Regions from separate parts of the Mus musculus genome. Here region 1 is linked to region 2. A link is a contact called in public HiChIP or PLAC-seq data. All regions are on one chromosome and are shown on one strand. Each heading gives the region's core, a stretch centred on a gene start, on an enhancer-like site or on the middle of the called end of the contact. The rest is flanking DNA. Distances are from core to core; before and after follow the strand shown.

The links. HiChIP or PLAC-seq counts read pairs in DNA pulled down with a chosen protein or histone mark.
Region 1: a contact with region 2 is called in an H3K27ac HiChIP or PLAC-seq map of embryonic stem cells, with 4 times the contacts expected there. The contact joins two enhancer-like sites. A contact is called at or near these places in 3 of 39 promoter capture datasets (the C10 cell line, cranial neural crest and second pharyngeal arch cranial neural crest) and 4 of 115 datasets of contacts at active chromatin or transcription factors (embryonic stem cells and large pre-B cells).

Annotation. Positions count from the first base shown.
Region 1 is chr3:153,667,458-153,670,434 of GRCm38.p6, reverse strand. All of the region lies in intron 1 of St6galnac3 (ST6 (alpha-N-acetyl-neuraminyl-2,3-beta-galactosyl-1,3)-N-acetylgalactosaminide alpha-2,6-sialyltransferase 3), which reads left to right. Among named protein-coding and RNA genes, the nearest start is that of St6galnac3, 56 kb to the left of the region's middle. Within about 2 kb of position 1,399, at least 59 of the 459 cell types and tissues checked have an H3K27ac peak or open chromatin away from gene starts, as enhancers often do. A contact at or near this core is called in embryonic stem cells, where this site is marked.
Region 2 is chr3:152,928,453-152,931,321 of GRCm38.p6, reverse strand. All of the region lies in intron 2 of St6galnac5 (ST6 (alpha-N-acetyl-neuraminyl-2,3-beta-galactosyl-1,3)-N-acetylgalactosaminide alpha-2,6-sialyltransferase 5), which reads left to right. All of the region lies in intron 2 of Gm46830 (a long non-coding RNA gene), which reads right to left. Among named protein-coding and RNA genes, the nearest start is that of Gm46830, 30 kb to the right of the region's middle. Within about 2 kb of position 1,606, at least 82 of the 459 cell types and tissues checked have an H3K27ac peak or open chromatin away from gene starts, as enhancers often do. A contact at or near this core is called in embryonic stem cells, where this site is marked.

The sequences.
Region 1 (2,977 bases), core at 150-2,649, 740 kb before region 2:
TAACAGCTCTCAATCATTCCCATCCAAACAGACCATACTGTAAACTGAACATCAGGGAGGGACTTGAGTCATAGCACACTGTCACCCCAAAGAATCCCTCTCCTTCTGGGCGGTTCTGTCTAGCAGGTGCAGGCCAGCGGAATGTGCCAGTAACGTGGCAGATGCTCCTCTCAACAGTTTCCACGCGTGGGCCTCCACTCCTGGCTTGGGATCACATGACTGGTTTCCAGCCATCCCCTGTGGCCCTCCATGGAGCAGAGTGCACAGAGGAGATCTTAGAAGGCTTTGTCCAAGGTGTGCCCTTGAGTCTGTGACTCAAAGGGAAATCCATTCGCAACTAACTTTCAGCATTGGCTCGCTGAAGGCCCGACCGCCCTGCTTGCTCCTCTGCGGTGTCCAGGAATCTTCTCTCACAGACTGGAAATCACCACCACCCACAGTTAACAGGCTCACAAGACTTACCACAGCGTCTTTGCTTCGGAACTGTTCCTTGTAAAAAGCCAGCAAAGAGGCAGCTGCAGACCATGTCTAAGTGCACTTTTCAAAGGTCAGACTCCAAGGATGTGAACCTGGTCAGTAGCTGTTTAAAATGTGTTTATTTCTGTCAAGAGACAGACTTTGTCCGGGACAGAGTCTGTTGTCAGTGCACTGTCTGTTCATTGATATACAGCTTACAGATAAAAGCATTTCCATGGCTTGGTAATGTGTGAGGGTTTTGACAAAACTCAATTTTCATCTTATCCTGTGGTATTTTCTATGATTCAGTGGAGAGATCCCAAGCTAATTCTACCTTGGTTCTTTTGGAGAGAGAAAGAAGAGAAGCATCAATGGTAGTGATCAGCCGTGTGTGGGATTGGTGTGCATGCCAAGTCGGCTTCAGATGAGCAAACCCAGGAAAGTTCCTACCGATGAGTAGCTTTCACGGTTGGCCGAACAGCAGAGTTTGGGAAGCCTCTGGTTCCGGGCTCGGGGCACCTCAGGTCTAATTTAGTTCTGGGAAAGCAGATTCAAATATTCAGAAAGCGGTTCCTTCCTTTTCACTCCCTTGCTTAGGATGAGTTTGAATTATAGTCTTTGTCTCAAAGTTCTTCCTAAGAGTATTTTATCCAGAACTAACAAATTTATAGGCGTCAGAAATGGCGTGTTTTTTTTTTTATACCAGTCATTTGCACGAGACCGTGCCCAGGGTTATTTACACAGGGTCACGGCCAATCACAGGAGCTTGAGAAAGCAGCATCTCATAAATTCACAATGGATTGTGGTGTCAGTGCTTTTCCAGAAAGGAAAACTCAGATTCTAGAGTCAGGAAATGCGACCCCAGAAGCCAGGCCTCTGCTCCCCTTGGACACCTGCCATTGCTGTCAACTCTCCTGCTTCCTGCTCTGCCCCTGTGTGGAGGAGACCATGACTCAGCTAAATGACCAGGTGGCTGAACCCTCTGTGCTCTCCTCAGTCCTTGCTGTCTTCTTCCCCAGGCTTCTCTTTCCAGTCTCCTTTTGCTGTTAGCTATTTGCACACCTCGCATCTGGGGGAGTTCTGGAAATATGGCGGCCAATCGAGTACCAGTGAGCCTTGCCCAGAGCACCACCTTCCCAGGCCACGTGTTAGGAGATACATGTTTCTGTGTCCCGTGTTCCCGTGATCGTGACTGCAATATGTGTGGAGTAGGCAGAGGTGTGGGGATCTAAGCAAAGGCTAGGGAAGTGCAAGATAGCCTGCTGTGAGCACACACTCTTGCTGGAGCACAGCCCCTCCCCTCCGCCATCCCCGTCCCAGAGGAGACTGGAATTCAGCAGTCCTTAGTCTGTATCTGTACTGACCGGTATTTGCGTGAAAGCCGCATTGCGTGTGCGTGTGTGTGTGTGTGTGTGTGTGTGTGTGTGTGTGTGTGTATGGCCGTGTGAGAGAATGGGCACTTGCACGTAAGCTCTGTCATGCCTACGGAGACTAAAGAAAGCTTCCATTGTTTTCCTCTGAAGGGAACTGGCCTGTGTGGGACCATGGGCCCAAGATGACGATTCTCTGAGGTGAAAGTCTTTTCAAGGGTTTTAACTTTTTGGTCAAAGTCAGAAGGCTTGTGAGTTCTAGAGGAAATGCTTGTTTGAACTAGCTCACTTTCTTCCTCTCCCTTTTCCCCTTCCCTTGCTCTCTCCCTGTCTCTCTCATGTGGACTCCTTTGAGGCTAGCATGAGCTGTATATGAAACCCCTTCTTAACAATGCTCCCCTGCCTCCCCAAAAGAAAGATGAAATGCATGCTCGTTGTCAGGGAGATCTGAGAGTCCTGCAAAGGTCAGCCTCTGAAATCTCAGAGTTTTAAAAAAGTGCTCAGGGTGGGAACATGTCTGAACATGAAGTCCTAGTGAGCTGACAGCACTGTGTCTATCACAAGCATCTCCACGAAGAGGAGGTAGGGTGCCTCTGGAGGGGTGCTGGTATTCCCAGCCTGGGCTGTAGCAGTTGAGCTATGGTGTTCAGCCAGAGGCGGGATGCAAGACCAGTGCTTAAAAGCATCTGCGTGCTTGCTATGCAAGTGTGAGGACCCAAGTTCAAATCCCCAGAAACCCATGTAAAGGTGGGTGTATTAGCATGGATATGTATCCCTGTGCCCTTACAATGAGGTGAAAGGTCAAGGAGGAGAGCCCTGAGAAGCCCACAGGCTGGCTAGCCTGGGATACATGCAGCATCAGGAAATGACATGGTAAAATGGGGACCGACACCTGCGGTTGTCCTTTGCCTTCTACAGGCATGACATAGCCTGCATGCAAATGCACACATGCACCCCAACACACATAGTCATGCACACACATACATGCCACTCACACACACACCACACAATAGATACAGCAACACGGGAGCAGGCTGGGTATGTGTGCCTGCAGCCATGACTCCAGCGAGGTGGATGCAGAACGGTCATGAGTTCAGTGCCAGCCTGGGCAAAATGAGATTCAGTCACCAAAACCCAAAGGCTAGAGAGGT
Region 2 (2,869 bases), core at 357-2,856:
TGAGATGTCTTGATTTAGAGTAATCACAATAAGGGGAAACTGTAGTCTTCAGATGGAACAGGGTGGGGGCTCTGCTTACAAAAGATTTATTTGTTTGTTTATGATTAGGTCTTCCTATTCAGTGCTGGCTGATGTAGAATTCCGTGTGGACCTGGCTTTTCCAAAAACCCCTGCCTTTGTCTCCCAAGGTCTGAGATTATAGGTATATACCACTACTCATCGTTGGAATAGATACTCCTTACGTAGGATAGAGTACCTACCTTCTCAGTAGAATGTCTTTTAATTCCCAGTGTTTCTATCTACAAATTAAAACAAAGGGGGTGGGGGGCAGACCTTATCTTTCAGTTTTATCTGACAAAGGTTTTGCTGGATATGGTTTCTGCCTCACACCCTTCAAAGACAAATAGTTTTTCTTCAGGTGCCTGTGGCGAACTTGGCATTATTTTCTGTCTTATTTCTTCTCCAGAGAAATGGCCTGCATTAAAAACACTCCCCATGTCTAGGCCATCTGTGTGAAGCCAGTGTTCTGACAGTGGCTGCATCCATAGCCAGTGCCCAGGCCTCCTGAGATCACAAGCTACCGTTTGCCTCAGTGATTAGATACTTGGTTCATCCACTCTAGACAAGAATGGCCACTTCAGAACGAAGCTGTGCTTGTGCACAGGTGTGTGTGTGGGAGGGGGGGGGTGAGGAAGCAAACATGAATCACTACACAAACAGGTCAATGTGAGAATGTCTGTCAGTGGCTAGGAGTGCTAAAGGCAAAGAAGTGAGCACCAGGAGAGACAGAGATGGTGGTCAGAGACTGGCAAGAGACAGACTGGCTCCCACTGCTAAATCTAGAGTCCCTGGGGACTTGCAGGTACAAAGTGACAGCTAAATAGCTCATGGCTGGCTGGGCAAGAAAGCCTGTGGCATCGTATCTGTGGTTCGTGGCTTTGGAAAACTGAATCTAAACCTAAAGAAGTAACTTAACAACCTACAGAGGAGCTACGGCCCTGACAGTTGCTAAGGTTAGCTTGGCTGATCCATCATTCCCTCTGGTACTAGGCGAAAAGGAAGGACAGAGGAGGAAGAGGGGGAGGAAAAGAGGGAGAGAGGGAGGGGAGGAAGAGGGAGAGGAAAAGAGGGAGGGCGGTGCTGTGGGAAATATTAAAAAATGAAGAACCATCATGCTCCCGCACTTGTGCCTCTAACTCTTGGCTGGCTGGTGGGCAATGGCCTGGGAAACTCTAACAGCTACACCTTACCCCTCTGCAGTCTGTTCCAAAGAGGACCTAACTCTCTCCTGCTTTGCCCTCTTCTTCAGTCCAACCCGGAAGTCCCGCCTACTCGCCCAGTGATTGGCTCCTTTATTCATTAGAGGATTGGTTCACAAGAAGCCACCTGAGTACATTACTGTCCTGAGAGAGCAAGCAGCATAGAGCCATCCACAGCAGGGAGGGGAAGAGGGAGAGAGGGAGGAAGAAAGAAAAGAAAGGGATGAAGCTAGAAGCCTTGCAGATGTGGGAAGTGGTGTGTGTATGTGGCGATCAGAGGACAACCTTAGCAGTCATACCTCAGATAACACCCATCTTTTTGTTTGTTTCTTTGTAACAAGTCCTCTCACTGGCCTTGAAGAGGTTTGTTAGTCAGCCCCAGCGACCCGCCTGTCTCCGTCTCCCTGTGTGCTGGATTGCAAGTGCACATTGCCTCTCCCTACTTTTTACATCTGTTCTGGGATCTAGCACGTGTCCTGGTCCTTTCAAAGCAAGCATGTTACCCACCTGGGAAGTTAGCTCTTTGATACTATTGTCCGGCTGACTAGTCTTAGCTCACAGCATCCTGGGCTCTGCACCTGTATGGCTCAGACTTTGTCTCAAGGTTTTAATTGGCCGATTATGTCACCATCATCATGCCCCGAGGCCACCCGCCCTCTTTTGAGCCTCACAAAGGTATCGACCTCCCATGTCTTCTTTTGTTTAGGCTTCCGGGTCTGAACTTTGGGTTCTCTAACTGCATTCAGACTCTGGAAAATGAAGGTTTTCCAGGTTACCTTTGAAAGATCTTTGAGTGATGGGTTCCTTTCGGCCACACAGAATTTTAAGAGTGGAAAAAAAAAAAAAGACCTGTGGATTTAGTCAAACTGCAGCAGCATTTTTTTTTTTCCCTCAGAAATAAAACCTGTCAGTAGCTAGCCCTGGGGAATGTAAACATACCCTTACCTGTAATTAACCTAGGGCTCTCGGTTCTTGATGCAAATGGAGTTTTAGTTGTTTCCTTTATAGAGGAGCAGGAAGCCTGCATTTCAGTGGAGAGCCAGATCTCTGCGGCAGCTCTCTCCCATCTCCTTCTAGAGAGCCCCAGTGAAAATGATAAAGCTAGAGCCGCATTTGATGTAAGACATATGGTAGCTACTGTAATAATATTATCACCAGCTTCTTCAGTGGCTTTGTCAGTCAGGTGCAATTCCACATATTGTCTGAGATAAGAGAGTCCACCCCCAACCCCTCCTCCCACTTCCTGTTGTTGACAGCAAGGCCTTCCTAAAAGTGGCCTAAGAGCTTTGTGACAGATGTGAGGTTCCCGCTTCAAATGTGAGTAATTAGGCTGAGACTAAGGACTGCATGTTAAAGCCTGACCACGCGAGAAGAGAAGAAACCCAGGGAACACTGTGAATATTTCTGATAGTCATTAGCAGGCTAAGCGGGGAGCTTTTGCTAGCTAGTTCTGACGAATCTAGAGGAGGGAAAAGAAGAAAGCAAAGCAAAAAGAAAAAGAAAGAAAGGAAAGGCACCTCGCCCTTTAGAAATCCTCTGTGGGGTCTTCAGCTACGATTTTGACATTTCAAGCTAATCAGGGACATTATAAATTTGTAGGTAACATTTAA